Regions from separate parts of the Danio rerio genome. Here region 2 is linked to region 1. A link is a contact called in public HiChIP or PLAC-seq data. All regions are on one chromosome and are shown on one strand. Each heading gives the region's core, a stretch centred on a gene start, on an enhancer-like site or on the middle of the called end of the contact. The rest is flanking DNA. Distances are from core to core; before and after follow the strand shown.

What was found. HiChIP or PLAC-seq counts read pairs in DNA pulled down with a chosen protein or histone mark.
Region 2: an H3K4me3 HiChIP or PLAC-seq map of pancreas shows a contact between it and region 1, with 10 times the contacts expected there. The contact joins the promoter of dact2 here to the promoter of eif3s6ip in region 1. A contact is called at or near these places in 9 of 18 Hi-C or Micro-C datasets (caudal fin, embryo, hematopoietic stem cells and 1 more) and 4 of 4 datasets of contacts at active chromatin or transcription factors (caudal fin, embryo, gastrula embryo and 1 more).

What each region holds. Positions count from the first base shown.
Region 1 is chr13:46,833,105-46,837,988 of GRCz12tu, forward strand. It overlaps eif3s6ip (eukaryotic translation initiation factor 3, subunit 6 interacting protein), which reads right to left and starts at 1,639. Exons shown (of 15, transcript NM_213128.1): 1 at 1,527-1,639; 2 at 1,296-1,338; 3 at 139-352; 4 at 1-57. The coding sequence starts at 1,559.
Region 2 is chr13:47,006,570-47,011,140 of GRCz12tu, forward strand. dact2 (dishevelled-binding antagonist of beta-catenin 2) reads left to right here and starts at 1,267. Exons shown (of 4, transcript NM_001077794.2): 1 at 1,267-1,635. The coding sequence starts at 1,381.

The DNA of each region.
Region 1 (4,884 bases), core at 389-2,888:
GCTTCTGCTTCCGGCCATGGAGACGTCTTAAAGAAGCGATCTGTAAGCTTGTTCCAGCTATAATTAAAATATGAATATATACATCAAGATTTCCAAACATCAGAATGTAATCAGTGTTATTACTCAACGGTTCCACACCTGTTCTCATAAACATCCTGGATCTCATAGATCTTCTGCTCAATGCTCTCGCTGGACACGCGGTTGGCCTGCAGCTCGTAAACCTTCTGATCGATAAGGTCTGAGATGGTTTTATGGAAATACTGCAGGAAGTTCTTTATGACTTCGGGAATCACGTGGTAAGTCTGCTGGTGCTCATACTGACGTTCATAAGCCAGATCAGCTTTAGGATCACCTGCAAAATATAGTTTATGAGTCAGTGAAGATTTGCGCACACAAAAATAGACAGTGTTTTATTATAGACAGAGCACAGTGAAGCGTCTTATGTTTGTTTTTAAGTAAGAGACTACTTCAAAATGATGACATCTATTAATTGTCAGGACTTATTAGGCATGTGGGATAAAATGCTTATCAATTTCTAAATTTTTTTCTGTCAGAAAATTATGACAAGATATTTTTTTTCACTTGTTGATGTTTGGAAAATATGGCTATTTCACCAAATAATGATTTCTCAACTTAAAATATCGATGTTGTGTTCCATTATATAATAATATTAATAATAATTAACTAAAATGCTCTAAACAGCCCTTTGATTTTAAATTTAGAAGAATCAGCCAGATGTGAAACTGACACTTGTGTGGTTTTGGTAAATCGACTATAATAGTTTAAAAACATAGACAAAGACACTTTTGAGTATTTTTAAAGTACTGTAAAATACTTGCTTACCCAAAACATGTAGAAACCTATTTTTTTCATGGCAAGGTTGACATTTAAATGGAATTGCTCATTTATATATATATATATATATATATATATATATATATATATATATATATATATATATATATATATATATGATGTAATACATTTTTATTTTATAAAAATATAAGCATTTTTTATATTTCTTTATTCTAAATGTTTGGTTAATGTTTTTGGTATATTAAAAAGTTTGATTGTGATGACCATCTGCCAAGCTAATTCAGCTAAAAAACTGAGCCTAAAATGTCACTAAATCTCATAACTACATAGAAAATGAGGAATATAACTGCATAAGGGTCCACTTCTTGAGAAAAAAGAAGTGTAGGCACCAGAAAGGAAAAAAAAAAAAAGTTGTTGGTCTGAGCGAGAACCTCCTTTTTGCAGTAACGTATATAAGACCGTCATGTGTCATAACTCACCGGTGTGATAGTCGTAGTCATTGGGGTAGCTATACGGGTCATACTGTGAACAAAAACACACAGTAAACAAGCATTAGTCAGACGTATTAACCATTTAAATCCAGGACGAGCTTTGTAATTCAATGCACAGAATGAAGCTGTGGACGGATCGAGATGCTCCATTGATAAAGACCAACATGCGTTATACGTTTTAATCTATCACACACGACTTTAAGTATTTAAGACACGTACGTTTACATCTTCTTCTTCTGCCGGGTAAGACATGGTGGATGTTTATCCCTGTTTTTGGAGTTTAATCCGTTAATAAACCTTTCATAAACTCCACAGCAGCCGCAAAGCACGCGCGGAGGAGAGAGAGGAAGTTCACTGCACATACTTCCGGTGACGCAGGGAACGGACAAAGCATTGTGGGCCACTGGCGGAATCGTCCCGAAAGAAAGTGAGTTATACACGAATGTCATAATGTTAACGAATGTAACGAATATAACGAATGTTATAAACGTCTATACTTTAATATTTCTAGAACATTTGGATTGTCAGGCTTTTGTGTACATGATAACGTTTTCATTTGAGCACTTCCACTTTTATTTTGACACATTGCAGTAACGATAATAGTAATGTACAGTAATAGAAATACTTCAAAATGGAAATACTTTGGTCTCCGACCAGTGCTTTAAATCACGTGACACCACAATAATTATTATAATAGTTCTAATAAGTACATTTATTTATTACAATTTTAAGCATATTGCAATTCCCCAGTATATTTCTACCATCAGTTTTTTTTACTATGCATAATTATTGTGTATACCTATATTGAAATTATTATGTATAATTATGTTTACCTTATTTTTTGGCAAATAATATTGCTGTAATTATCTATGTAAATAAACAAACAAGCTGATAAATAAATATACATAGAACATAAAAATGTATTCTATTTATCAGTATATTATTATTATTAGCAGTATTAGTAGAATTCTTATTATTATATAGCCTAATTATCTGTGTAAATAATAAAGTTACATTAAACATAACAAAAGCATTATTATTATTATTATTATTATTATTATTATTATTATTACTACTATTATTACTATATTGCTGAAATACCTCTATGTAAATAAACAAATGAATAAAGTTACATTAAACTTAACAAAAATGTATACTATTTTACAGTATTTTATTATTATTATAATTATTATTTTATAGCTGTAAACAAATAAATAAAGTTACATTAAACATATCAAAACATATATTATTATTATTATACAAGTATATTAATATATTTCGGCAATTCTCTATGTAAATAAACATTTAAACAAAAAAATTTATATGAAACATCAAAAATATATAATATTTAGCAGTACATTATTATTATTATTATTATTGATATTATTATTATTATTATTATTATATTGCTTTAATTCTTTATGTAAGGTAACAAATAAAATAAATACATTTACACATAACATTTAAATTAAACCAAAACGTATACTATTTAGCAGTATATTATTATTATTATTATTGATATTATTATTATTATTATTATTATTATTATTATTATTATTATTATTATATTGCTTTAATTCTTTATGTGAGGTAACAAATAAAATAAATACATTTACACATAACATTTAAATTAAACCAAAACGTATACTATTTAGCAGTATATTATTATTATTATTATTATTATTATTATTATTAGCTGTAATTCTTTATTAAAATAAATAAAATTATATTAACATAACAAAAGCATATTATTTAACAGAATATTATTATATTGCTGAAACTCTCTATGTAAAAACATAGAATTCTCTTGTATAAACAAAGAAATAAATACATTTACATTAAACAACAAAAGTGCATACTATTTAGCAGTATATTATTATTATTATTAATATTAATTATTATATTGCTAAAATTCTCTGTGTAAATAAACAAATAAATAAATACATTTATACATAACATTTACATTAAACAAAAACGTATACTATTTAACAGATTATTACTACTATTAGGCCTATTGTTATTTTGCTGTAATACCTCTATGTAAATAAACAAATAAATCAATTTACATTAAGCATAACAAAAAATGTATAGTAACAGTATATTATCTTTATTATGAATATTATATAGCTGTAATTATCTACGTAAATAAATAAAGTTACACAAAAAACATATATTATTTAACAGTATATTATTATATTGCTGCAATTCTCTATGTAAATAAACAAAAGAATAATTACTTTAAACATAACAAAAACTCATACTATTTAGCAGCATATTACAATTATTATGATTATTATGATGATGATGATGATGATTAGATAGCTGTAATTCTCTTTGTAAATAAACAAATAAATACATTTACACATATCATTTAAATTAAACAAAACAAAAACGTATATATTTAACAGCATAGTAATAATATTACTAATAATAGTTTTTATTATTATTATTATTATTATTATTATTATTATTATTATTATTGCTATTATTATTATTATTATTATTATTATTATTATTATTATTATTAGACATATTTTCCCCAACTGATATAGCGCTGCATTACCACCAGCGTCCTGTGGATGGTGCAGTTGCTCCAGTATTTCAGCGCTCACATCTGCCCGTCAGACGCACTCTTAACACTTTGCAGATGAGTTACTTCATTTTACTGCCTTTCATAATGAGGTATTTCGTCAACTCGTCAACAAGACAAATAATGAAACACAGAGTTATTTCGATCTGGTCTCCAGCAACACACCCAAATCAGTGTCTACTGTAGGCTATAACGAAGATCTAATGATTTCAGCACCGAGTCGAGAGGCAGAAATAGAAAGTGTGCCCTTTGAATTAGCGATAAATAAGCGTGGCTCTCAAATCCCACATGTGTAGTTGTCTCTGCAGTCGTGGGAATGGAGGCTGTTATGAGTTTCAATAACTGCTGCCATATGTCTACTTATTTGGCTTGAAGAGAATAGGAGAAATGCGGTTCAAAGTGTTTGTTTTGAATTACTTTAAGCCACTCTGGCATGTTAGTGCAAACAAGCCAAAGTGTTTCAGATATTAAAAACACACGCACTGTGAGGTACCGGAGGAATTTTTTCCTGATGATGATGACGATGATGATGAGGATGAAGGCGTTACTAATCAAGTTGATCATTTGAAAAGTGTGAATGAAATCGTAGCTACGTAACTAAAATCCGCCAGATTAAATGTTTCTTAATTGTTTATCTGAAGGTATCACATTCGCCTCACAGCAAGAAGGTCGCTGGTTCGAGCCTTGACTGCCAATTCTGTGGATTTTGCATGTTCTTCCTGTGTTGGGGTGGGTTTCCTCCGGGTGCTCCGGTTTCCCCTACAGTCCAAAGGCATGTTGCATAGGTATAGGGGAGTGTGAATGAGTGTGAATATGTGTGTATTGCTGTTTTCCAGTGTTGGGGGCAGCTGGAAGGTTTATCCGCTGTGTAAAATATATGCTGGATAAGTTGGCGGTTCATTCCACTGTGACGACCCCTGATTAATAAATGGACTAAGCTGAAAAGAAAATGAACGAATGAATGAACGAATGAAGTGCACATATTTA
Region 2 (4,571 bases), core at 17-2,516, 170 kb after region 1:
TGTTTTTGTATAAAAACCGTATTCTAAAATATTTTACAATGCACTTCTGTATGCCTACTGTCTGTAGTCAGAGTAACACTGAATAAAAAAGGCCTACAGTAAGTCATTATGCTAAATGGAGAAGAAGTGGTCATAGTGCTTACATTAAGCACATCAGCGATCAACCAGTTCTTATAAATGTCTACTCATGTGATGTTTGTGTGTGTGTCATTTAAAAACAAAATACCATTTTGAGAAGCAATCACTGTGTTTTGAATGTAAAGTTTCATTTTGCAGGAGAATTGAAGGGTTTTGCCCAATGTGTGTGTGTGTTTATGACTTGTGTGTTAAGTTCTGACAATATGAGACATGCTTTTAGAAAATGTGTGTAAACAATTGGGAAAAACTGTAATAATATTTTAAGGTTTTACGATTTTTATTTATGGCATTGTACGCAAGAGGGCGCTAACAGCTAACAGTTCAAGTTAAATACGATCAAGGGATGTCTTTTGTGCTCAGGTAAAAACAATGAAATATATGTATATGTATAATCATATATTGGTTAATAATTGATGTTTGTTAAATAAATACGTCCTTCTAATAAGTTTAAGAAACAATATGTTAGGTCTTATTTGTTAGAAATCTACGAGACCCCAAGAGGTTTTATAGCTAACTTATGAATAATGAATTTTAACTTATTATTATTATCATTATCATCATTATTATTATTATTATTATTATTATTATTATTATTATTATTATTATTATTATTATTATTTAATGCTTAAAGAACAAAGTACAGAAGGATACAAATAAGGGTCAGGGGTGTACAAAAAATAAAATAAATATAAAGAAGACAAACAAATATATGTGTAAATAAGCATAATAAAGTATAAGAGCCTTGTGGGATTACAGGATCTTTAAAGTTTCAAGTAAAAAAAAAAAAAAAAGGTTTTAATGGCTTTTTTATTAATTATTTAATGGCTAATTTTATTAGTGCTTTGCTCTATGTTGTTCGTAATGTTCTATTTGTTTTAGTTTAGCAGAATAAAATTGTTCTTGGTTATTAAATATACATTTTAACATACCTTTCAGCTTGATTCGCTTCGAGCGTTTGATCACGTATCCTCATTATTATTAATCACCTATGCATTTACTTGATTATGATTGGCAGACAAACGGAGCAGCCTTAACCAAAGTCAGCCAATCAGCAAAGAGAAGGGGTGTGATTTCTGAATATAGGCGTGGCTAGTTTGTACACCACCCCGTACAGGTATTGTATACACTAACGCGCTCCATCCAAACACAATAGTTGATTCGCACTGTTGAAGCTCAGTCGCATAGCGGATCTCATTATTATTTTCTGGAGTCTCTGGATATGTCTAAACGGCACGTCTGATAATGCTGGGAAGAAAAATACCTGGATCAGGTGTGCTAGGCGCGGGTGCGGGAATGGACCGGGGCAGGACAGGAGAGAGGCTGCACGCAGCGCTGGCCGGACTGCAGGAGCTGCACTTTCTGCGGGACAAACAGAGTGCCATGGTGCACTGGGCGCTGACCCTGAACAGAGACCAGCCAGACCCATCAAAACAAGAGAACGTGAGCAAAGAGGAGCTGAGGCTGGAGGCAACACTTTCTCTACTCAAACAACAGCTGGTAAGAAATCAAAAGAGATTCAAGATATAAACATTAAGGTTTTTTTAAACACATGCACTTTAAATGAAAAATGTAGTTGCTGAAATGTATACAGGGGTGAACTATGAAGTAAAACAAATGGAAATCTGTAGTCAAATATATGAACCATTTAGTTCATATGTATTATTAGCCTACTTCTTGTTTGGTTTCTTTTATTCTACCATTGAATCGACTATGTAATTAAAAACTGGGGTATTTTTCTAGCTTAATTATGTAATTGTTATCTTATTAAAATGAGGTGTAAGCTGGTTTTATATTTGTTCATTCGTTTATTTTTGACAATTTGTGGAATGCTACTTTAAATATTCAGTCATAAATTGCATGTATGATTTAAAGACATTAGTAGGCTGCTATTTACCTGATAACTGAACAGTGTTGTACTTTGACAGTTATTTTCCATTTAAACTCCTGAAATTATATGGTTGACCTCATATCCATAGATTATCATATTTTTTAAATTGCTTATTACTGTTAATCAGAGTTGTGTCAGTATTATTTAATGCAAGATGTGGGCCAAAAATGTATTTTTTTAAGAAGGTGAAAGTCTGAATATGCTATAATATAAAACCAACTTTACCTCAATTCGTATTAAAGGCTAAAGAAAATCTGGTTTGTTTTCGTCAAAAGTGCATAATGTATATAGCAAAAGGTATTTTTACTAGTGTAAAGTTGAAGTCAACACATATTAATTAGTTGCTTTATATTTGTTATTGCTTTTTATTGAATCTACTTTACAATTTAAGTCAATAGTTTACTTCCAATTGAAAACAGCCATTTTTCCAGCTCAATCACTAACATGTCCTCATAAGAGTTCTTGTGATATTATTAATTATAAAGTAATTAATTATTAAATTATTTAAAAAATAGTATTTATGTTATGCTATTTTAGATTTTACTTACCTTAGTTTTATGGAACTTTGACAATCGTATCTTCAGGAAGCAAACTGGGGTTAAAAAGCTTAAGTCATGTGACTATTTACACCAGCCAAGAAAAAAAATGTTGACAACATCAAGACAGTAAGCACTTCGATTCATATAGCTGCCAGTACTATTACTGGCTTATTGAAAACTCCATTTAGTGTTAACATAAAGAGATAAACGGATGTTATCTATTTGGTTGAATTTACAGTAAAAGTTTTTTTTTTTTCAAAATGATCAAGAACATTTTTCTTGATTATCAAAATAATTAAGACAAGAATGAATGTTGCTGAACAGTATCAGGATCACTTTGAAGAAAAGTTTTGATCTACTTCAAATGTTGACTACTGTAGATAGATATACCAGATGTTTAGTGATTTTTTTCCTCAGGTATTTGGCATTATTTTAGAGGGCTTTCCACTTTTCAGCAACAAATGAGAATATGTACATAACACACACATTCCCGTACAGCAGTGGCTATTTAATGGTGTATTTTGTGCATGGTTTGGCAGTGCCCTTGATGACTGAATCCAGTACTGAACACAGGCTCAGCTGGGGGTCATAGTGAGAGGTCATAAATCAAGGGCTCTGAGGGGGGCCAGTCCGTTTCTGATGATTAACCCAATTTAATGAGAATGGCAAAAGAGGAACTGTGGCCTGGTCGGCGACACAGATTTGACCCCGCAGTCGATGCACGTTTGAACTTTTTGGACTTTTGTTGAACCCTTCTAATGCTCAATGGACAAATTGTCTGTGATCTATAGACGTATAATAGACTGGCAGTAGTGGTCTTACACTATTTAAATTAATAATACAAAGAAGCATTATTTCAAAAGTGCAGTTGATATTATTTATAATAGAGCAATAAATAGTGCATTTAAGGGCCAGTTCACCCTAAAATGAAAATTCTGTCATCATTTACTAATCAGTTTCTTTCTTCTGTTGAACACAAAGGAAGATATAATGAAGAATATTCAGAAAAAAACAGCCATTGGTTCCCATAAGATGTTTTTGTACCTATTATGAATGTCTGAGCTATTTTTTTTCCAACATTCTTCAGAATTATTCTGAATAACCGTTAATTAGTATTATAAATGTTATATAAGTGGGAGTAACTGATGAGTAAATGTTTATTTTTTGGGTTAACTATACTTTTAGATTCTGATTGGGTCTTTGTAAATTAATTTCCCATGAAAAGATCCTGAAAAAAAACATGGATTTTTATTCATAGTGAATTACATTGTTCTAGATATGCACCGTTCTAAATTCAGCTTTGTGCAATCTCTAAAAAATAAAGGACGCATTAGTCAAAATGTCTTTGTTCCCTGGAAAGCATCTGGCAAATCTACCACCATATTTATCCGAATGTCAGCACCCAGCTGCAACAAACCCCTTATGTTCAGAAAATCCTTCATTATAACATTACCAGCATTATCGCAAAGGATTTTCTCAATTTAAGTGGTTTGTTGGGACCGGTTGCATTATCCACACAACCATCATTTACAGTAACACCCCCAGATAAAACAGGATTAACGTTCAGCTCTTTCACTAACCGGCAAGTACAAAGAAGATTTTTGTGCATTGTCAGAGTTTGCCACAGGCGTGACTTTACTTTTCAGTCAGCCTCGACAGACATCCATGCCATTCCCTCCTTCTCCAATACATGTGGTTTGCACAATAGTTTGTGTTTCTCTGCAGGAGAGAGATTAGTAACTTACAGCACTTCCCCCAAGCTACCCTTTATCCTTGTCTAGTTAATAGTCAACCGCTTTCCTTCTTTATTTGCTTCCTCTCTCTGTCTTTTCTCCTCTTGTCTACGTCGTATAACAGCAGGAGTCATATCAGCCATTAAAAGTCTGGAAGCATCCAGTTTTCCATGTTATCCAGTGGTTAGTTAGGAATGAGAGGGTATAATAGTTAAACAAAGACTATTGTGCATGACTAAATTCACAGTTCTCAAAAGTATTAGTCCCAAGAAT